Linked DNA regions of Mus musculus: all the other regions are linked to region 3. Evidence: chromatin contacts called from public Hi-C and HiChIP or PLAC-seq data. All regions are on one chromosome and are shown on one strand. Each heading gives the region's core, a stretch centred on a gene start, on an enhancer-like site or on the middle of the called end of the contact. The rest is flanking DNA. Distances are from core to core; before and after follow the strand shown. Region 1 overlaps Srgap2 (SLIT-ROBO Rho GTPase activating protein 2). Region 2 overlaps Srgap2 (SLIT-ROBO Rho GTPase activating protein 2). Region 3 has its middle 27 kb from the start of Fam72a.

The links. Hi-C and Micro-C count contacts between places; a contact is called where the count stands out from the background. HiChIP or PLAC-seq counts read pairs in DNA pulled down with a chosen protein or histone mark.
Region 1: a contact with region 3 is called in a Hi-C map of bone marrow-derived macrophages, with 52 read pairs. The contact joins two enhancer-like sites. A contact is called at or near these places in 3 of 15 datasets of contacts at CTCF or cohesin (embryonic stem cells, large pre-B cells and pro-B cells), 18 of 484 Hi-C or Micro-C datasets (bone marrow-derived macrophages, embryonic fibroblasts, embryonic stem cells and 8 more), 13 of 115 datasets of contacts at active chromatin or transcription factors (the 230-238 cell line, CD8 T cells, the HPC-7 cell line and 8 more) and 5 of 9 other capture datasets (adipose tissue, bone marrow-derived macrophages, embryonic stem cells and 2 more).
Region 2: a BATF HiChIP or PLAC-seq map of CD8 T cells shows a contact between it and region 3, with 8 read pairs. The contact joins two enhancer-like sites. A contact is called at or near these places in 1 of 484 Hi-C or Micro-C datasets (bone marrow-derived macrophages), 6 of 115 datasets of contacts at active chromatin or transcription factors (CD8 T cells, bone marrow-derived macrophages, embryonic stem cells and 2 more) and 1 of 9 other capture datasets (embryonic stem cells).

What each region holds. Positions count from the first base shown.
Region 1 is chr1:131,338,405-131,341,433 of GRCm38.p6, forward strand. All of the region lies in intron 10 of Srgap2 (SLIT-ROBO Rho GTPase activating protein 2), which reads right to left. The region is part of intron 1 of Gm51644 (a long non-coding RNA gene); the gene reads left to right. Among named protein-coding and RNA genes, the nearest start is that of Ikbke, 60 kb to the left of the region's middle. Within about 2 kb of position 1,502, at least 5 of the 459 cell types and tissues checked have an H3K27ac peak or open chromatin away from gene starts, as enhancers often do. A contact at or near this core is called in bone marrow-derived macrophages, where this site is marked.
Region 2 is chr1:131,383,225-131,385,950 of GRCm38.p6, forward strand. The region is part of intron 4 of Srgap2 (SLIT-ROBO Rho GTPase activating protein 2); the gene reads right to left. All of the region lies in intron 3 of Gm51644 (a long non-coding RNA gene), which reads left to right. Among named protein-coding and RNA genes, the nearest start is that of Ikbke, 110 kb to the left of the region's middle. Within about 2 kb of position 1,462, at least 131 of the 459 cell types and tissues checked have an H3K27ac peak or open chromatin away from gene starts, as enhancers often do. A contact at or near this core is called in CD8 T cells and bone marrow-derived macrophages, where this site is marked.
Region 3 is chr1:131,553,928-131,556,642 of GRCm38.p6, forward strand. No RefSeq gene overlaps it. Among named protein-coding and RNA genes, the nearest start is that of Fam72a, 27 kb to the left of the region's middle. Within about 2 kb of position 1,419, at least 66 of the 459 cell types and tissues checked have an H3K27ac peak or open chromatin away from gene starts, as enhancers often do. A contact at or near this core is called in CD8 T cells and bone marrow-derived macrophages, where this site is marked.

The DNA.
Region 1 (3,029 bases), core at 252-2,751, 220 kb before region 3:
AACTGTAACCAAGCCCTTGATTTTTATGACTATTACCATTTCATTAATGATAAATATAAAGTGAAAAGTTCTGAATTCTCTTACTCTACATCTTTTTGTGCAGTATGAGGTTTTAACTAAGAGCTTGCTCCCTTCTTTCCCATTTAAAATAAAGGGAAATTTGCTTTTCTGGGAGATGGCCTCAGAACCTCTTATGCTTGCCCATGTGGCCCCATGGGTAACTTATAAATCCCCATGGCACCATTTTCATATAGCTCAATCACAGAAGGGTTACCCCTCTGCTGTCTTCCTATCCAGAGACCATCTCATTGACTATTCTGATAATTCATGATGCTTAGTGCCAGATAGTAGAAACTTAATAAATGTGAAGAAAGAATAAATGGTGAACAATCTCATTCTCTTCTGTATAGACTGCTCCTTGCGATTATAAACCCAGCCTCTACTCTAAATAAAACAAACCAGAAACAAGTGCCATGCTAAGTCATTTCTGCTGCCTTATTTAAGGCCTGTTCTCAGATCCTTTATGCCTTTGCATGAGAACATCTGCATGAAAATAGGCTCTCTTGTCACCTTTCTCTTTCCATCTGTTCCAGCTGTCAGCTCACTTGCTGTCAGCCTTCCCTGGATGATATCCTAATCCCCATCCAATGCCTAGTTGCAGGTTTGGAATCATACTTAGGACCCAGAGTGGAAAAGCTTCTAGGAAATATCCATGTCCTGAAAGGCCTGTCTTTGGAAGATTATCCCAGAAGTCTCAAGGGTTTCCTAAAGAAGAAAATCCAAGAAGCTATAACCTCTAACTCAGACCAGAATGCTCAGTATACAGCCAAAATTCTGAAAGGGAATGGATTAAAAATTCCTTTACCTCACTCACGTTTCTATTCTCTACTCCCAACCCCAAGTTCATGTTCACAGCTCACTGGGTAACTTCAGCTGTCACTTGGTGAACCATGAAAACAAGTAACAATCTGATAAAGAAGTATGAAGTTACCTTTTCAGGTTCCATTAATCTAAAGGACCAAACTGCAGCAAGATATGCTCTGAATCCCTAATATAAGGGTAGGAAGAACAACTTCAGGTTTGGCATCTAGGTGAGAAGGCAAAAAGATCCCAGAGTCTGCAGACATACTATCCATCACTTCCTTATCTTACCCAGAAGTCAGGACAGACATGCTGGGGATAAATAATCCTGTCTTGATCAGGGGAGTGGAGGTTGAAGGGTTCAGTTGCTGCTGAACAGACAAGGAGCTTAGAGAGCTGAAGCTGGGGGGGGGGGGGGAATAAGTAGCCCTTTGGTGATTTAGCATAATATCAAGATTATATATAAAATCAGACCACACACACACACACACACACACACACACACTGTAATATACCAGACCACAGCTCTAAGTCTAGCAGCTTGCCTGATGGACAAAAGCCTGCCTTCTCTCCTATTGTCTTACCCAAATCTACCCCTAAGAATTCAGATAGTTTGACTTTGTTATTTTCAATCCCTTCCTCATTCTACTTCCCACTTGAGAGCTCCATACTTGGGGCTAGAGAGATGGCTCAGCAGTTAAGAGCACTTACTGCTCTTGCAGAAGACCTGGGCTCAGTTTCCAGCATGCACATGATGGCTCACAAGGTAAAGTTTTAGGGTTCCAGTGCTCTCTTCTGACCTTTAAAGCAATTGCATGCAGACAAAAACTCACACATAAACAAAAATAAATCTGAAAAAAAAGTTTTGTTTTAAGGTTTTTTGTTTTTGTTTTTTTAAAAGAACCCCATACTCCATTTTTTCAAAAAAATGTTTAGGAGACTCCAGCTTCCTAGGGCTTCGATGATTCTTGGCTAACCAGAGCAGAGAAATGGCTAAAAGGGGATGATGCGAATATACAATGGAATTCTGTCCAGCCATTGGAAAATGATTTCTGTGAGATATGGGACAACTCTTTTTAGACTAACATGAATAATATTCAGAATAAGTGATGACAGCCTAGTGGGGACAGTGAGAGTGGCATACTTGCTTGTCACACTTTATTTCTTATCATTTTGCTTTGTGGGGATGAAGAAGGAACTCACAATGTCACACAAGCTAGGCAGGCACTCTTAACTTCTGAGCTACATTCCCAGCCCCGTTTTTTACAATTCCAGTGTAATTGATTGTATTAAGGGCACTCGCTGATAGATCACCAATTGCCTATGCATAGAAAACCTCTGAAAGGACTAAATATACCAGTTTTAATCCATGGCTACAGGGAGGGAAAGTAGGTGTCAGGGGTAGGTAAGGCATGTGTACCTCCTTTTAGTTTCCTTTTGATACATTTTAGTCTTTTTAAAAGGGTGTAACAACAATGAAAAGAGGTAGACACTGGGGGATGATGTACTATATAAGTTGAGTGACAGCCAAAAAGACAAGGAGGTCAGAAAACAAGTCCCTTCTTATAATAAGGGAGGAGAGTTGCTGAGTCTTTCCTTTTAGCTCCTCAGCAGGGGACAGAGGGAAAGCCCGTGCCAGCAAGTGACTTGAGCTCTGGGTTCAGCTCTTGATGAAGGCCTTATTCAAGCTATCCATCCGCTGCACGTTTTTTTCCTTTTTCTTTTTCCCCAAAGCTTTCAAATGAGAAGGCTGGGTTAAATGATAATTAAAAGATGCTTCAAGTTTAAAATTCTATAATTTTCCACAGACTATTGCAAACAACTGATCTTTGTAAGACATACTTCAAATTTCTAATTGATGTCTCATGGACAGATTAATCTGATGACAGTAGCAAGCAGTCATAAAACTATCCAAAAGCCCACGTGGTCACTAGACATACTAGCTATGAGTCAAGCCATGATGAAGGATATCTTCACCACTTTCCAAGAGCAGGGAACTTCTAGCATATGCTGCTTTGATATTTTTTTCCTTCACTGTTTGACAAGCATAGGCAAGCCCTCTGTTTTAATATGGAGACCAGAATGTCCATTTCACTACTACTACCACCAAAAATGCCTTGCTACCAGGACATAAATTACGTGACACATATCATATCCATTCACAAAAA
Region 2 (2,726 bases), core at 212-2,711, 170 kb before region 3:
TTCCCACCATTACTTTGGATTGGATTGTGTTAGAATGCCTAATTTTAGAAACTGCTGCTTAAATTATAAGAATGAATGAACATCTCTTAATAATAAGCTTAGCTTACCAATAAATAGATACAGACTAGATGGATACATTAAAATAATAGATCCAAATTTCTGTAGTCTTTAAGGAATACACTTTACTGGTAAAGAGATTAAGAACAGAAGAGAATCTATCAAGAAATGGCAGCTGGAAAACAAACTGGCATATCTACTCTGAAATCCAACAAAGTAGAAATCAAATCAAAATTAGAGGAGATAAAGAAAGCCATTACATACTAATAAAGGGAAAAATCATTAAGAAGATATAGCTGTAAAATATATACAAAACATTCTAGCTTCCAATTTCATAAAGTAAACCCTGATGGACATAAAAGGTCAGATAGGTCCCACATCAATAATAATACAGAGTGATTTTGATACCTCATTGTCCTCTTTAAATAAGGCATCCTACTAAAAATCACCAAAGAAGCCTCAGGACTAATCTGCACCATGGTTCAAATGGACTTAGCAGATAGACAGAATATTCCATCTAAAAGCTATAGAATAGATGTTATCAGCATCCCACGTACCCTTCTCTAAACTATGCCATGTTCTAGCCATAAAGCAAGACTTACAAAATATAAAAGAACTAGAATGATTAATTGTATCTTATTCTATCAAACAACAAAACAATAGTAAGAAAAACCATAGAAATTATTTTAAAGTATGTATGTGGAAAAACACTCTAAGATGAGAAATCAGAAATTTAAAAATTCTTAAAAATCAAATGAAAATAAAAGTACAACATACCAGGAAATTTGCTAGTTCTAAGAAGAAAGTGTATAGCTATGAGTACTTATATTAAAAATATATGAAACAACAACAAATAAACAATCAAACCTTCAAAGCTAACAATGTGCTTTGGGACCTTAGAAAAAATAAGAATATGTCAAACCCCAAAGCAGTGAACAGTAATATACAATAAAGAGCTCTTTCTCTTCCAGTCCTAGGTGCTGAAGGCGAATGTCTACTTATTTCCAAGGCTGGACATTAGAGGCATAGAAACAGTGTCTAGGTGACTTTGGGTACCCTCAAGTAGACTGGGACATACAAGGAACAAAAGACACAAAGGCAAAGAGGACACAAATCTCAGGACATAACATCAACTCAGGAAGAAAAGCAAGCAAAGGCTTAAGAAAGCAAAAGAAACAGCATAGTAAGTGCTTGCAAGCATCTGCCCTCCTACAGTATTGAATCCCAGGAGCTGTTAAAGTAGGAAGAATGCCTTGTGGTTCTCAGATGGCTGGGCTGAGACATGAGGTGACAGAGCTCATCTGAAAGTTGGCATGTGAACACCGAGAGGAGGGAAACACCCGGGTAGGAAATGAAACAGTCAGCAGCACTCTACAGGAAATGCCTAAATGAGAAAACTGCTGATCAAACGAGAAAGAGGAACTTAGCAGTACAGCCAGTTCATCAGGAATCAGTGTACTGTTAGAAGTCTTCATTTGCCTTAGAATCCCAGTCTAGAGAAAGGAAGAGGCTCCAGGGGTTTAATCATGAATATAACAGTCTCTTGACACTTCAGGTACCATGGTTGGCTCTAAGAGGAACATAATGCCAACTTTAGAATACTGAGTAGATCTCCCCAGGTGCTGTGCTGGTTTATATCTTCTTGTCTTTGTGCATGCCAATTACAGTGGCAGCTATTACCATCAGTCATGGCCCATGAACACTTTTTAAAAATCTGTATCCTTCTGGATAGCACGTTCCTTCTCACTAGCACCTTCTCACATGAAAATCATTCAACTGTGAGAAGGAAAAGGCCAGAGTTTGGGCTTGTGTGTGTGTGTGTAAATATTTACTATTAAAAGGCAAAATTAGTAACCTCTTGTGAGGTTTTAAATATATATATATAATATATATGTAAAATTAGTGAATAGTAAATCAGCAATAGAATCTGGGTGGGAGTCAGGGAAAAGATATTGTTAAATAAGCAGTAGAGGGTTAATCTATAGTAAACGTTGGCAAGTCAAGAATATAGCCCCATAGGCTGTCAAGATGGCTTAGTGGATAAAGGTATTTGCCACCAAGCCTGAAAACCTGCATTTGATTTCTAAGATTCAAGAAGTATTAGGAGAGAACTAATTCATGCAAGTTGTCCCTTGAACTCCACATTCACACCAGGCATAAGCACCTGTACACACACACACACACACACACACACACACACACACACCCATGTAAAAAACAAAAACTAAACTAAAAAACACTTTCTAAAAGAATTTATGATGTAAGATAAGAAAATCCACAGAATCAACTAACCTGGACCCATAGGGGCTCACAGAGACCGAACTGGCTACTAGGGAGCCTAGATAGGACTGACCTAGGCCCTCTGCATACGTTACAGTTGTGTAGCTTGGCATTCTTGTGCAACACCTAACAGTGGGGGCAAGAGCTTTCTCTGACTCTGTTGCCTGCCTGTGAGACCCTTGCTTAGCCTTAATAGGAGAAGAGGTGCCTAGGCTTATTGCTATTTGATATACCATGGCTAGTTGATATCCATAGGAGGTCTGTGCTTTTCTGAAAATATTATGGAGGAGGAGCTGGGAAATGGGGTGGGAGGAAGGGGAAGGACTGAGAGGAGAAACTGCAGCCAGGATTTTTGAATAAATAAAGAAACAAGAATACATGCTATAGGC
Region 3 (2,715 bases), core at 169-2,668:
TTGAACACAAATTTTATTAGAAAAGTTATACTTAACATAATCATCAACTATTTTCAAGAACAATATTAAACCCAATAATGTGTAACAAGAAACTAATGACTTTGCTATAATCAAATGTTCAACTATCTACAGTGTCTTTTTACAAAGGGGATATCCATGGTTTACAGGCACATTGTATTGAAAAGAAAACTGCAAGAGCAATTTTATACAATTACCATTCTCGAGAAACTGAATCATTACAATAGTAATTACAAGTTGAAAATGGTTTTTACTATAACATCGTTGATCCTCCGATCTGAGACCTTTGGCAATGGTGGGGACTGGGATCCCATTGTGCAATGGTTGCACAGGCTGCACTGCAGGGATGCTCTAGTGACTCTGTCTTGTTCTCCTTGTAGTCGAAGGGAGGGATATTCCCTCCTACTCAGACCCTTCCCAGCACAACACCACTATTAACTTCTGTTCTCAGAGACTTCCCAATGTTGTGTAATAAGCAAAGTTGTTCATTGAAAATATCTGGTGTGGGAATAGAAGGCAGTGGAGACATTTGTCGTTGTATCAAAAGCAAAACATGACACAGCTAAGCTTTGAGATAAAATGTCATCTTACCAGGAAAACAAAATGACACGAATTCCATGTTCACTATGGACTGACATTTTTATAGCCTTCGTTAGATTATCCTGACTTAATTTTTGTAGGTATAGAAAAGAAACTGAGGGACCATAGCAAGTAAGAGAGAGAAGCCAGGCCTATGATCTATCTTTATAAGAAAACGTACATTCTATAAATTTCACCCATTTCAAATGTAGAACTCAATGATTCTTAGCATACTTAGAGAATTTTACAACCCCTAACATAGTCAAATTTCAGGATCTTTCCATCCTGTCAAGAAAGTAGGTCTTCATTAGAAGCTCTGCCACAGTTACCACCTCCCCATGCCCTGGACAACCACTAATCTCTTTCTGTCTCTAGATTTGCCTCTTCTGAACTTTTCTTCCAGTGGCACCATGCATTTTGTAGTCTCCTGCGACAACCTCCTTTGACTTAGCATTCTGTTGTTTCTCTTTATTGTCTGCAGTCTCCTAAAAATCAGTCCTTCCTCCAGCTCCGCTTGCCCAGAGCCCCTTTCCTGCTGAGCCAGCTTCATCCTGTGACCTGAGCAAAGCTGGGGAGGGGCCACTCAGAGCCTGGGACCATTGCTTTCTCCTGGAAGGACAAGGCTCTGCAGATGGCAGACAGTGAATGACATCAGGCTCTGCAGTGACTGGAGCTCGTGGCACCAGCTCTTCATTGTTCTATTTTTATTCTCGTGTTAAGATTTTTCAGAGGGAAGGCTTTACTCAAAAACTGCTTCTCTCTCTAGCTGCTCCTACAACCCCAGGCTGGACTCTGCTGCCACCTGCTGTCCTTTAGCCAGACACTGAACAGGAATAGAGAAGGCTTTGTTCCCGGTGATACAGTTACGTATTGAGTTCTATTCTTGTGCGTGCGTGCGTGCGTGCGTGCGTGCGTGCGTGCGTCTGTCTGTCTGTCTGTCTGTCTGCCTGCCTGCCTGCCTCTGTCTGTCTGTGTGTCTCTCTATATATACATAACATATATATGTATACATATGCCTCTGTTTCTCTATATATACATATATATATTTATATATACATATATAATATATGTCTGTGTGTAAGTCTGTCTCTCCCTGTGTCTGTGTTTATCTCTGTGTGTCTGTGTATGTGTCTGTGTGTAGGTCTGTCTGTCTCTATTTGTCTCTTTCTGTCTCTGTCTGTGTGTCTGTCTCTGTGTGTGTCTCTGTATGTGTTTGTGTGTAGGTCTGTCTCTGTCTCTCTCTGTATCTCTGTCTGTCTCTCTGTGTGTCTGTCTCTCTGTATGTCTGTGTATGTGTTTGTGTGTAGGTCTGTCTCTCTTTGTCTCTCTCTGTGTCTCTGTCTCTCTCACACACACACACAAAGTTTCAATACATGTATATAGTGATATCTTTCTATGAAAAATTAGTTGTGGTGGTTTGAATAGCTATGGCCCCATAGACTCATGTGTTTGAGTGCTTGACCTGTCTTTGGGTTTCCATTTCTGTGAAGACACCATGACCATGGCAACTCTTATAAAGGACAACATTTAATTGGTACTGACTTATGGGTTCTGATATTCAGTCCATAATCGTCATAGCAGGAAGCACAGCAGCATCCAGGCAGACATGATGCTGGAGTAACTGAGAGTTCTATATCTTCATCCATAGGAAGCCAGGAGCAGACTGTCTTCTAAGCAGCTAGGATGAGAATCTCAAAACCCACCCCAACAAGGACGCTCTTACTCCAGCAAAGCAATATCTCCAAATAGTGCCACTCCCTGGGTCAAACATATTCAAACCACTACAAGCCATTAGAAAATGTGGCCTTGGAGGAATTGTGTCACTGTGGAGGCAGGCTTTGAAGTCTCCTATGCTCAAGCTGTACCCAGCATGGTACAGTCTCCTTCTGCTGCCTGTGGATTCTAAGGGGTCTCATAGATGTGGAAGGTGGTAGTGTAGCAGTAGATCTACCTAATCTAGGCGCACAGAATGTATTCATATTAATTGAGTCGTGTTTTCATTGCCAGGGCATATTAGGGATGGAGAGAATTACTGCAACAATTACTACAAGATATAGCACTCTCAGCTGCTCCAGCACCAAGTCGGCCTGCACACTGACATGTTTCCCTCCGCATCTC